Regions from separate parts of the Mus musculus genome. Here regions 2 and 3 are each linked to region 1. The links are chromatin contacts, called in public HiChIP or PLAC-seq maps. All regions are on one chromosome and are shown on one strand. Each heading gives the region's core, a stretch centred on a gene start, on an enhancer-like site or on the middle of the called end of the contact. The rest is flanking DNA. Distances are from core to core; before and after follow the strand shown. Region 1 has its middle 16 kb from the start of Ccnl1. Region 2 overlaps Kcnab1 (potassium voltage-gated channel, shaker-related subfamily, beta member 1). Region 3 has its middle 6.8 kb from the start of Gm34576.

Region 1 (3,891 bases), core at 956-3,455:
TTTTTGACCTTACATAGAGCTCTGCGTGTGTGTGTGTGTGTGTGGGGGGGGGGCAGGGCATGGCATGAGAGTGGAGGTGGGAGGACAGCATGTGGGACTTTGTTCTCCCCACACAATGTGGAATCTGATAGTTTCCCCACTGAAAGAGAAGACTTCCTGGCTTCCCTTGTGGATTAGGGAAGCCATTTCTACCCCTGGAAGGAATTTTGGCCACCGGCATATGTCGATGACAAAAGTGTCCCTTTACCATGAATAGACATAGTTCCACCTAAGGTCAGACCAAGGCTCATTTCCAGTTTCTCTGTGGACTGTATAATTTATTCTTCATGAGAGGATTTAGCGCAATGGTTCTCAACCTGTGGGTTGAGACCCCTTCAGAGTTGCCTAAAACCATCAGAAAATAGAGATATTTACATTATAATTTATGACAGCAGCACATTTACAGTATAATGTAGCAATGAAAATAATTTTATAGTTGGGGGGGTCACCACAACATGAAGAATGTAATAAAGGGTTGTAGCATTAGGAAGGTTGAGGAACCACTGAGTGAGATCAATATTCTCTCCAGCCTGGGTTCAAAGCACAACCTAGTGCTTTAAGAATATAACCTAGCCTCTACAAAGGCCTGCACTTACCTTGAAGCCTACAAGGACCATCTTTTCTAAAAATTCCCAAAGCCTCTAAACAACTGATCTAGTTAAGAGATATGCTTAATTGCTGTATGTGTTGATCTAGAGATCTGTCCATCAAAGAAAGGAGTGGAGCTGGCTTCTTTACTCTTCCTTAATTAGTCCATGTTACATGTAAATTATTTATTACAGATTTGACAAGCTGACTCCTTTCATCTTTCCTCCGTTGGTTGAGCGTATGGAATGAGAATGTAGAAATTTTTAAAAGATTCTGTTAATAGGGTTAATTAAAAAAATTTTGGTTGTTCAGTTTTAACTTTGCAAAATAAGAGATTTACTTTTGACACGGCAGTCACTGACTTGGGTAGTAACATGGGCTGTTTCTAAAATATTTTTCCTGATTCTCACCCCCCCCCCCCCCAAAATCTTTTTTGTGACAGCAACTAGGCTAACATTGCAGCTTAGGAAGGACTGTGACATCATACTGAACAATACTCATTTTGTAACTAAAGGAAAAGACTTCCTGAAAACACATCAGAGGGTACTTTGCAAGAAATTTTAGTTGGACTTAGTTGTAAACACTGTAACATTGACCTCACTGGAGAGAAAAGTCCTGCATTGGTGATGGCTATTTTGTTTCTGTCTAGTGGCATACATACTTCAGAAACAGATGTTGCTCATCTACTGCTCCTCCAAACCATCACAAACAAGATTTTTTTTTCTACCAGTCAATAAACAATTTAGAGGTGTTTACATTCCTAAGTTTTTCAGCTACTTTAGAAATGAGTACATTGGAATACGAACAAAATTGCTTTTGGTAGTTCACACTGTTTTCATGTGTATCTTTGGATTCTCAGAAGCAACCAAGTTTCTAGTTACAGTGTTCCCGGAGATCAGTGGAGTGCTGGCTGGATTACTATTTTGTATTTAGATAAAAGGACAGTTTACACCTAAATTTTAAGATTTCAGTCGAGTGGTGATGGCTCAAGCCTTTAAATCCCAGCACTTGGGAGACAGAGGCATGCTAGATCTCTGAGTTTCAGCCACCCTGGTCTACAGAGCCCCAGAGCATCCAGAAATAGAAACACCCTGTCTTGAAAAGAGAAAAAAAAATAAATAAATATAATTGTAGGTACTGTAGTGACTCGTTTATAATGCCAATTTTACTATAGGTAGTCAGCGTGGCTCGGCTTTAAACTTAAAACCTCGACACCTAGACGTCAGCCTATAGTATTGGTAAAGCATGCTATTTTCTAGTGTGTTGTGTGGGATTTGCGGACACTCAGTCCCAACGTGGACTGTGGGAGAGAAAGCTGTTTCTGCTCTCCAGTAAAGCGTTTGGGAACATTCAAAATGCCAAGGCCATGACATCACATGTTCTTTATCTTCTTGATAGGAAAGCTGGTAAATGTTCTGGGGCAAGTGAATTTTGTAAACAGGTCATTACGAAGATATTAACAAGGTTTACGGGAGCCTGGTAAGACCTTCGTCACCACAACTCAATAGGGCACTGGAGAGATCAGGACTGGACAGCCGCACTGTGCCCCAGGGAACTGGGGGAGGCAGGGCAACTCCTTCCCCCCCACCTCCACCCAACTCGCTGACCACGTGGTACCGCAGAGCGGCAGACAAGCGACGTTAGTGTCCCCTGCCCCAGCTAGGAAAAGCCGCGGCTTTTCCGCCAGAGAGCATACGCTGGGACTAACAAGTTTCGGGTTGGGACTCATCCAGCCCCGAGGAGTGTCCACTGATCAGTTTCTGGGAAAGCCAGCAGGGAGCCGCGCTGGGCGGGGGAGAGAACCGGGTGGAGCGGAAGTGCACAAACCGGAAGCCGTCATCTAGCCCCGCCCACCCGCTCGCGCGGCGCCCTCCTCCCATCCTGTGGGCGTGTCTAACTCGCTCTCTGGCTTCTGTCCCTGCGAGCGCTGACGCTGCTCCTCTTCTGGTCCCCGCAGCGCCAGCCTCCTGTGACGCCAATAGCCGAGTCCTTATCCAGTCTGGCCGTGGGCCTCGGGGGTGGGCTGAGTGACCAGTTGCTTCTCCTGTGCCTTGGCCTCCAAGCACTTAAATTGAACAGTTTTTAGAGTTTCTTCAAACTTTAAATGTACCCATTTCTTGTGTGAAACTATTATTAATCCCCTCCCAAGCTGGGGGCTTCCGTTGAAAGGAAACAACAAGAAAATAGGTCAATTAGATGTATTTGGAAACGTTGAGCTGTATTTATGCCTTCCCTCTAAACTGGAGAGAGCGTGGAGGCTTTCTGTAAGAAGGCTGGGATAAGACACCTTAGCCTAGCTTGAAAAGATTAATGTAATTTTTAATTTTCTTTTGGATTGTCCTATCCAAGTATTGCGTCTTGAAAGGCTGGACATGAAAAGCAGCTGAGTTTTAGAGAATAGTTAATTGTCTTAAAAAGGCCAGAAGGCTAATTTAAGTGAACAAAAGCCACCGCCTTCAGGCCAACTTGAATAAGGCGCCTTTAAATAAGCGGTGTCTGAGTGTGCCCCACCCCCACCCAGGCTCTGCCTGCTTTTGTCTTTTTTCTCTTTACTACTGTTATTAGTTCACTTCCTAAATTCCCTTTTGTCTCGACTCCCCTCCCTATTGCCACTTCCTTTGTTTTGTTTTCAACACTATCAGATCTTTGGCTGCTTTCCTGATGATTGAGCTGTCCTTTTTATCCTGCCCTTTAAATCCCCACAAACCTAAATTGCAGGGTTAAAGAAAACATGTTCATAAGGGTGTCAAAAGACAAAGAATTTTCATATAGTTGTTTTGTGTATAAGTCTAGAATTGGGCAACATTTCATCTATAAAATGGGTGTTCTGATAGACGGAGGCAGAATAAGTTAGTTTTATGAAGAATGGAGTGCTGATGACCCGTGAAAGAGCAAACCGATTAGACATTTCACAGTGACTGTTCTTGTAAGGCAGGAGTGGAATTCTGACAGTTGACAAAAACAAGCAGACAAAACCCCCAAACCTAATTGGTTAACATTATTTTACTTCAGGTCGCCTTTAGTGTTAGAATAGAGAGAACTGACTGGTTCCTGTTGAGACCGACCAGTCAGGAACTTGCTCCAGACTCTTGGGAAGATCAGTTTAGATTTGGAGATGTGGAATTGATGTAACTGATTCCATTTTTATATTCAGTTGGTTGTATTCTGGCCTAGTACAGGCCATTTAAAAATTATTCTCTTATACTGTACAGAACAGTTTCCCCTCTCTCCGCTTCTCCCAGTCTCCCCTCTCCCCTAGATCCA
Region 2 (3,891 bases), core at 825-3,324, 660 kb before region 1:
ATATATACATATACACACATATATATGTATATACATATACACACACAGAGACACACATACACAGACATAGATACACAAACACATACACAGACATACAGACACAGACACACACGCACACATACACATACATGCATACATACACACACATACACAAACACACAGACACATGCACATACACATATATATAGTCTTACATTCATAAATACAACCTACATAATGTTACTTTTATGTACATTTTCAGGGCTGTCCATTTGGTATTAGATAACCAATTGGTGTGTTCTTTCTTGAGAAAGACTATTTCTCCAACTCTTGCTTGACCATTACACAAAACAGGATCTCATTAACTCAGACAAGCTTCTAAGTTGCAATCCTCCTGCCTCAACATACTTAGTGCTGGAAGTACAGCCATGTGTCACCATGCTCAGCTTCTCTGTATCTTCTTGAAGTTCACGACTTTCCATCAAATAACTGTTTTGAATTCTTGTCCAAGAGGCCAACATATCCACCACCTCATCATCGGCTTTTGACATCTCAGCTCCCTGGAAGCTCTCGATGCTTGTTAGTATCTGACAGCATCCATGCACTGAAGCATTCGGCGTGTATTCCAGCTGTCACTACTTGGCTTTAATGGTGCCTGGCCTGGGAATTCTAAGAAGGTCGTTCTGGAGCCTGTATTTATTGCCCACGGTTGCAACACTAGAGGGCGCTAGTCCCAGTAAATTCAAAACTAGTGCTGCTATTCTGCTATCCCTAGCTTAGGTTTGTTGCAATTGGTACCGCTGTATGTGGTAGATTAGGGGACTGCCTAGATAAGGTGATCCAATCTCAGGACCGAACACCTCATCTACAATCACTAGCCTGCAGTCAGGAACAACAGGGTTCTAAGCAGCCCTGAGCCTTACCACAAGGGATGCAGCTCAAAAGGCCAGGTTTGGGTGCCTCTCTGGAGCCCTTAGGTTCCTGAGTCCAGTGTAACTATGTTTCCATGGCCTGTCTGGTGATGTCGTCCCTTTGGCTGGACACCACTGCAGCCAGGTACAGGCAATGCAAACTGGAATTTTATGTGACATCCAGGCTTTTCTGCATGGGTGTTGTTCATGGGAAGAATCTACAGCCCCAGCACTGAGTTTCAAGTAAAAGTTCTATACCTCTTTCCATCATACGTTACTTGCAAATAAAATGTCTTTGAACTTGCTGCCTGAGATTGAAGGTGAATAGTGGAGGTAATCCCTTGGCTAACAAGATTGGTGTTAAGTAGTGTCATACCTGATGCTACAACCTTTAGAACTGGTATACTGGCTGAGTTAGCAATTGTGTAAGTGAGAACCCGGGTCCAGCTCACCAATGTCAGAGATGCTTGCCTAGCTCTGGGGTGGATCCAGAGACTCTCTGTGAAGATTAGCCTGGGAGCAAGGGCAGGGTGGAGGAGTCTACTCAGTACTGAATTTCACCCTAGTGAGAGGTTGGTTCAAGTCTCCCTCCCCTCCCAAAAAGTGTCTCTCTCTAGGCCATTTGCTCTCAACCTTTGATCCAAGTGACCCTTTTACAGGGGTCGCCTAAGGCCATCGGAAAACACAGATATTTAGGTTACAATTTATAACAGTGAAAAAATAATCTTATGGTTGTGGGTCACCATAGCATAAAGAACTGTATTAGGAGCACTGGGAATGGTGAGAGCCTCTGTGGTTCTCTAGGCTGTTTGATTCTTGGATTTGGAGGGTTTCCCTCCGGCTTGCTCAAACATCATTTTCCATTATTATACTAAAACCCAGACACTATCATCTTTCTTCTGGTTTAACTCTTGTGAAGGTTAGTCATATGGAAATAACTCCAACTGATGTTTCTGAAGGTAAGCAATTGCTGCTATCGTCTTGCTGTGCCCTGTTCAAGAGGACTCTTGTAATTAACTCAGTGTTTGTTTTTAAGTAAATTCTTGAAAGAAATCAAACTCAAGCACTTTCTAAGTGTGGTCCTATTTGGACTTCTTGGGCCTTTGGTTATATTCTGTTTTCTGCTTCTGCTGCTAGGACTGAAAGGCTCCCTCCAGAGGCTGCAACTGGAATACGTGGATGTGGTCTTTGCAAATCGCCCAGACAGCAACACTCCCATGGAAGGTGAGTAAAAGAATCTAATAAGAAAAAGAGGCTACAGAATTGCTGGACCTAGCCTGAAGACTGTTTCTACTACAGTAAGTAATGAAGTATGTTCAGATTGTTAAGCTAGAATTTAAAAAAATAAAACCTTTCCAATGTCCTTTAGCTTCTGTATTGACCCCAAAAGCCAAGAGACTACTACGTAGGTTTATTTTCCTCCCCGCCCCACTCCTCCTCCTCTTCCTCCTTCTAACTTCCTTCTTTACCTTTATTTTCAGTTTCCTTTCTTGGTTGCAAAATACTCATTTCTTCCAGATTCACTTCACTTTTATGATTTCATCAACTGAAACGATTACGTTACTCAGATAATCCAACCACTGTTTCTGAGGCTCCTCTACAGAGCTTCCTTTTCTATAATGATGCTAAGTCTGATTAGTTTGCAATCCTGCCTGATAAATGCTGAGACATGCTGTGAGTGAGCAGGCATTGGACAGGCAGACCTACTTAATAAGGCTCTTCTTTGCAGTTTGGGTTTGGTTCTCTGCAAGCTGTGCTCCTGTCCCCCCTGTCAGAAAACCACAGCTTGTCCCCTGTGAAAGCCTTTAGAATACTCAAAAAGCCACATTTTCAATTGTATCCATTTGTCAATCTTACCTGGGATGACTGAGAAATAAGATTTGTTCTGTGAAGATTTGTTCTTACTGTTAGATTATGGAAATTAAGGAGAATATGAATGATTCAAGTTCATAGGAATTTTCTAAGTTGCATTTTGTAGATCGTCATTCATTTCAAACATATGTTATGGAGACTATTTGTATTGCCATTTATCTTTCCCAAATACAGAGAAACTATGTGTATATACATATATTTATATACACATTATTATCTGTGTTTACATATCATATATATGTGTGTGTGTATCTGTCAAAACAAAGGCTGTTTGATATGCAGATCATAAATAGTATTAGAGATACTTATTTCAATAATAGCATGCTGTCACACAATTCACAAAGATACATTCAAACAGAGCACTAAAGCCATTTAGTCAGCAAAACTACCAAATAAAATATTGGATTTTAAAAGGCTAATTGTTTCTCCATTTTAAGTACCTGGTGGCTCTTTTCCTCTTTGGAATGGTGTCTGTTACAGTTACACCATGTACATATAGACAACAGCTGAGTTTGTCCTCCTACCTATCCTGCATCCTACTTTACCTTTAATTTTAGGGATATATTGTAGCCCCTCAATCAGGAAATATAAGCTGCAGTATAGCTATAAAAAGAAAACCATATTATAAGGGCCTCTCAAGTGAAAAGGATACAGTATGTGGGTAAAAGAAGGAAATTCTCCAGCCATGTGATGCTAACAGGTTAAGTGTCTCTTGTATAAATACCAATGGTATGTTGAAATTTAGTTAAGAAATTTCCAAGTATTTTTTTTTTAAAGAACAGACTGCTATTCCCTGATAGAGTCTGTAATGTAGCATTATCTAACCTCTCCTGAAATTGGAGAAAATTACGTTTTTCCCTAAGATTTTCAAATAAAGTTCTACAAGGTAAAGTGGGAAGCTATATCATACTTAGTCATTGTACGAAGAGTGTTAAACAATGGGTATTTCCCACCTACTGAGTAAGTCACAAAGCATAGGCCTCTGTAGCTCCCTTAGCAGAGATTACCACCTTGTACTGGAATGCAGTCCCTCCACCTCTCCCTGCTGCCAGCCAGACACCACCCCCAGCAGACTACCAACCCTGAAGTTTCCTCTGCCTTGGGTCTAGTGAACAGGCGCTCCAGGCTG
Region 3 (3,891 bases), core at 565-3,064, 530 kb before region 1:
CTGGGAATCAAACTCTTGGTCCTCTCCAAGGGTAGCAAGTGCTCAGAGCCCACTGAGCCATTTTCCAGTCCCTCTTCCAGGTAGACATTAAATTTATTGCTAGTCACAGAAATTTTGAGAAAAAGAATTCCATTTTAATAAAATCAAAATGACTAATAGTTCGGCTTTTCATCACAATCCTCCAGCCTCTCCATACACTAAGACAGAGCCGAAGTGGGATGATCTGGCCTTTCATTCCCATTATTACTTTATTATTATTTTTTTTAATAAAAGCAAAGCAGTCACGCCAGAGGCCCTGAAAGATGGCCTTTGCGTGGGCCAGTGCAGGTTCTCAGCATGTGCTCTGTTCCCATGTCCTGTCTGTGACCTCATTGTGAGACAGAAAATAATCTGGTCCAGGGATCAAAGCCTGAAATGTATTCTCATTTCCCCACATTCAAAACAAAGCAACTCCGGGCAAAGGATGAATTTCTATCCCATGGTTCTGATGAATAAAAAAAAATACAAAACTCAAACCCAATCTGGCACAACAATATATTCTTAAAGTAGATACCAATGATCAGTGACTTAAAAATAAACATTCATGCGTGTTTCTGTACATAAACTCATAGTCATATGTATACAGATGTTAGCATTTATAACAGATTCAAGCTGCCTATAAGGGAATTAAAATGCAATTAAAATGCAAATACTACTAGTTCACTTCCACATGTGCGCTAACTACTTCACCTTTATATGGTCCTTGTTTTTGTAAAAATTTCAAAGTTTCTAGTTAATCATAAAGCCAAAACAAACAAACAAAAAACAAAACCAACAAAATAAATAAAGAAGATTAGGAATCTTCTGTTGCCAGTCACAGGGTAACAGGCTCCTTCACCTGGTTGAACTGCAGATTTCAAAAATACCTAGCAGTTTAGGGTTCCATCTGCCTGCTCAGTTGGATCTGTTTTGTTTTGCTTAATCGGGGAAATGCCCATATAATCTGCGTATCTGGCATCCCTTGAAAAATCAGGCCTGGCAACACTGGGCACAGATTCCTGCTTGAGCTGCAGTTTCTAGCCCCTGAGGACAGCCATCCCTGCCGACTTCCCCAGCAGGCTTCACTCAGCCTGTCTGGCCCTGGGGGCTAGAGTTTAGAATCGCTCATTTATAAGTAGGGTTTGTGAACAGCCAACATTCACTGTCCTCATTACCATCCCGGGGAAAATCTGGCCAAGTAACTACACTGGAACACTGAGAAGCAGTTTCCTCTCAGCAAAGTGAAAGCAGCTGGCTCACCCAGCTTGGCTCGTTGGGTTTGTGGGAGCTGGGTGTACCCTCATTTAAAGACTTCACATGCCTCAGATGTGCAAGCGACAAATCCGCTGTGTCCACTCCACTTCCCAAACTCTGCAGCTGGTCTTTAGTTGGTAGACTCTTGGCTCAGTCCCTGGGAGACTCATTTCAAGTGCTTAGAGAGGCACCCGTGGTGGTCCAGTTTGCTAGGCCAGTCTTCTGTCCAGGTTGCTAGTGGTTAGAGCCGAAGATCCCCTGAGCCAAAGGGTCGAAAGAATGAATAAGGCACATGGCAAAGAGAGATGTTATCTGGAGAATCAAGTTATGTCTTATAAAATAACAGAGTATTTCTCATTTTAGAGGTGAGGAACAGCCCAGCCCTCTGAGCTTTTATTTATGCAATAAATATTTATTAGACACCAACTTTGTGTTACTCATTGTGATGAACTGGAAACGCAGTAATGACTAGGCTTGGCCCCTGCCCTGGAGAAGTTCATAGGGGAGGGAATTAATCTGCATACTTATAATTCCACAGCAATGTGGGAAGTGACTGGCACCAGCTTAGCGGTGGGCGGAGTTAGAGATCAGTGCTTCAGAACTGGCTAGAAGACTCTACAATATTCCCACCTGATTCCATTCTCTGTCTTGAAACTTACAAAAACAGATTTTTAAAAAAATGTTCTATCACCCACCCCACCCCCCAAACTACCCACACCAAGAAGAGGTACCAAGGCGAGTGGGAGCCCACAGGGAATCCCCAGAGCTTGTGATATCAGGGTTGGGTGGGCACACCCATCCTGGGCTCTGTTGGATGCAAAGGGGCCACTGCTACTCAGCTAGAAACTAGAATTGTTTTAAACATTCATTTTTAAAGTTAGAATTCAAAAACAGTTTAAAAACCCAATATGGATACATTTAAAATAAACTCTCACTGGGAAGTTAAGTTCCTTAGTCTTTGAACTTCACCAGAAGTCTCCCTAAACCTCCTACGCTTTGGGAAATTGAATACATTGTAAACTTGAACACATTCTTAAAAAAGAATCCTCTTAAAGACATAAGTGACTGAGAAACAGTTTGTCTCTCCCGAATCTAATTCTTATGATTCTGATTCACCGCAGGTACTCTGACTTTAAGTCGCCACCGGTCCCTGGCACTTGTCATTTACTTCCAGGCTGGTTTTGCTGCCGTGCCCGGCCGGGTGACTTATCTTTCACTGTCTGCAAAGATTTCCTTCTCTGTTACTCACAGGTGTCCTGTTTGCCCTGCCCAGATTGAGCCAACCACATGAAAGGTTTTGTTTTGATTTTCCATCTCTCTGCCCTCCACACTGCTTCCTTTTTATCCAGCTGCAGCTGAAGAGAAACACATGAGCCGAGAATGGACAGCCTCCCTGGCTTTGGCTTTGAGGGGTTTCTTTCTTTCTTTCTTTCTTTTTTTTTTTTTTTTAGTTTGTTGTTGTTGTTCTGAGAAAATATTTTCATTCTTTAATTATTTTACTGCAACTGCTCCTCTCATTAGGATCCAATTTATGCACAATACGTCGAATTAATTTTAATTACCAGCCATGGACTCTTAACTTCCCTTAGCAACATTGCAGAAGGGACTTCAGCTTCTTCTGTAATGTCTTCTATCCTCTGCTTCTAAATGGTATACGCTACAAAGCCAAGGATGCAAACTGGTGCCTCTAACACAATATCCATATTTTAAGTGTTCTAATATGTTGAAATGCTTTAGGTAAAACTTACTTTCGTTTCTCTAGTCTCTTCCTTGTAACCATTAAAAAAAAAAAAGTGGCATCACCAACTCTGACTCTCCTCTGGAAATGCATTGTCCCTCAGGAACATAAGGAATGTTTCATGCTGGAGTTTTAAGCTGAAGCCTTAATAATTAGTAATGCCTAAACGTGATCTAATTTTATGAGCATGAGGAAAGTGATCATTTATAGTGCCCAAGACAATGCTAGCAGCTGGCATTTCTTAATTGCTTGTTATATGACAGTGTTGCTCAGGTCACTCTGCATCTTCCAGCTAATTTAACTATTATTAGCCCATTCTAAAATGGCACAGCTGAAGCATGGAGGGGGCATTGAAACTTGCCCAAGGTTCAGTGGTGGTGGCAGGGTACATATGTGCACTAGAGGCCTCTGGCCCTAGAGTCCATAATGGCCTTGCCCAATAGACTGTCAACCTCTATGCTTGAGGTAAAAGAAAGCAGAGATGAGGTTAAAGCTGGTATGTTTCCTTACAAGCCCATTTTGGGTACCTTTATTTTTCTCATCCAAATTTTTTCACTTCTAAACCCAACAATCTGTTTACCAAGGTGCCATGGCAACTTATTATTTAAATGTATTCCCAGTTCCTTGAAAGAAAGGCTATATAAATATTAAAGAAGCATTTTTAAAAATATATGAAGTCCAGGTGAATACCTGAATATAATGATCTTATTTCTCACAATGAATAAATAAATGGTGCTGATTTTTCTTTCTCTCTGGCTCTGTGTCCCTGTTAACTGTCTCACAATCCAGGCTGCTGAGGGCAGACTCTAGACCTGGTAGGACTCCCCCTGTGGCCTCAGGAAACCACCTCCTGTTTTTGTTGTTGTTTTTATTAAAGCCCT

The links. HiChIP or PLAC-seq counts read pairs in DNA pulled down with a chosen protein or histone mark.
Region 2: a contact with region 1 is called in an H3K4me3 HiChIP or PLAC-seq map of bone marrow-derived macrophages, with 6 times the contacts expected there. The contact joins two enhancer-like sites. A contact is called at or near these places in 3 of 484 Hi-C or Micro-C datasets (CD4 T cells, bone marrow-derived macrophages and embryonic stem cells) and 8 of 115 datasets of contacts at active chromatin or transcription factors (acute myeloid leukemia, bone marrow-derived macrophages, embryonic stem cells and 4 more).
Region 3: an H3K4me3 HiChIP or PLAC-seq map of craniofacial prominence shows a contact between it and region 1, with 5 times the contacts expected there. The contact joins two enhancer-like sites. A contact is called at or near these places in 2 of 484 Hi-C or Micro-C datasets (Sertoli cells and bone marrow-derived macrophages) and 7 of 115 datasets of contacts at active chromatin or transcription factors (astrocytes, bone marrow-derived macrophages, craniofacial prominence and 4 more).

What each region holds. Positions count from the first base shown.
Region 1 is chr3:65,972,361-65,976,251 of GRCm38.p6, forward strand. No RefSeq gene overlaps it. Among named protein-coding and RNA genes, the nearest start is that of Ccnl1, 16 kb to the left of the region's middle. Within about 2 kb of position 2,206, at least 437 of the 459 cell types and tissues checked have an H3K27ac peak or open chromatin away from gene starts, as enhancers often do. A contact at or near this core is called in Sertoli cells, acute myeloid leukemia, astrocytes and 3 more, where this site is marked.
Region 2 is chr3:65,317,392-65,321,282 of GRCm38.p6, forward strand. Kcnab1 (potassium voltage-gated channel, shaker-related subfamily, beta member 1) reads left to right here. Exons shown (of 14, transcript NM_010597.5): 8 at 2,028-2,114. Among named protein-coding and RNA genes, the nearest start is that of A330015K06Rik, 17 kb to the left of the region's middle. Within about 2 kb of position 2,075, at least 40 of the 459 cell types and tissues checked have an H3K27ac peak or open chromatin away from gene starts, as enhancers often do. A contact at or near this core is called in acute myeloid leukemia and bone marrow-derived macrophages, where this site is marked.
Region 3 is chr3:65,440,652-65,444,542 of GRCm38.p6, forward strand. No RefSeq gene overlaps it. Among named protein-coding and RNA genes, the nearest start is that of Gm34576, 6.8 kb to the right of the region's middle. Within about 2 kb of position 1,815, at least 175 of the 459 cell types and tissues checked have an H3K27ac peak or open chromatin away from gene starts, as enhancers often do. A contact at or near this core is called in Sertoli cells, astrocytes, bone marrow-derived macrophages and 2 more, where this site is marked.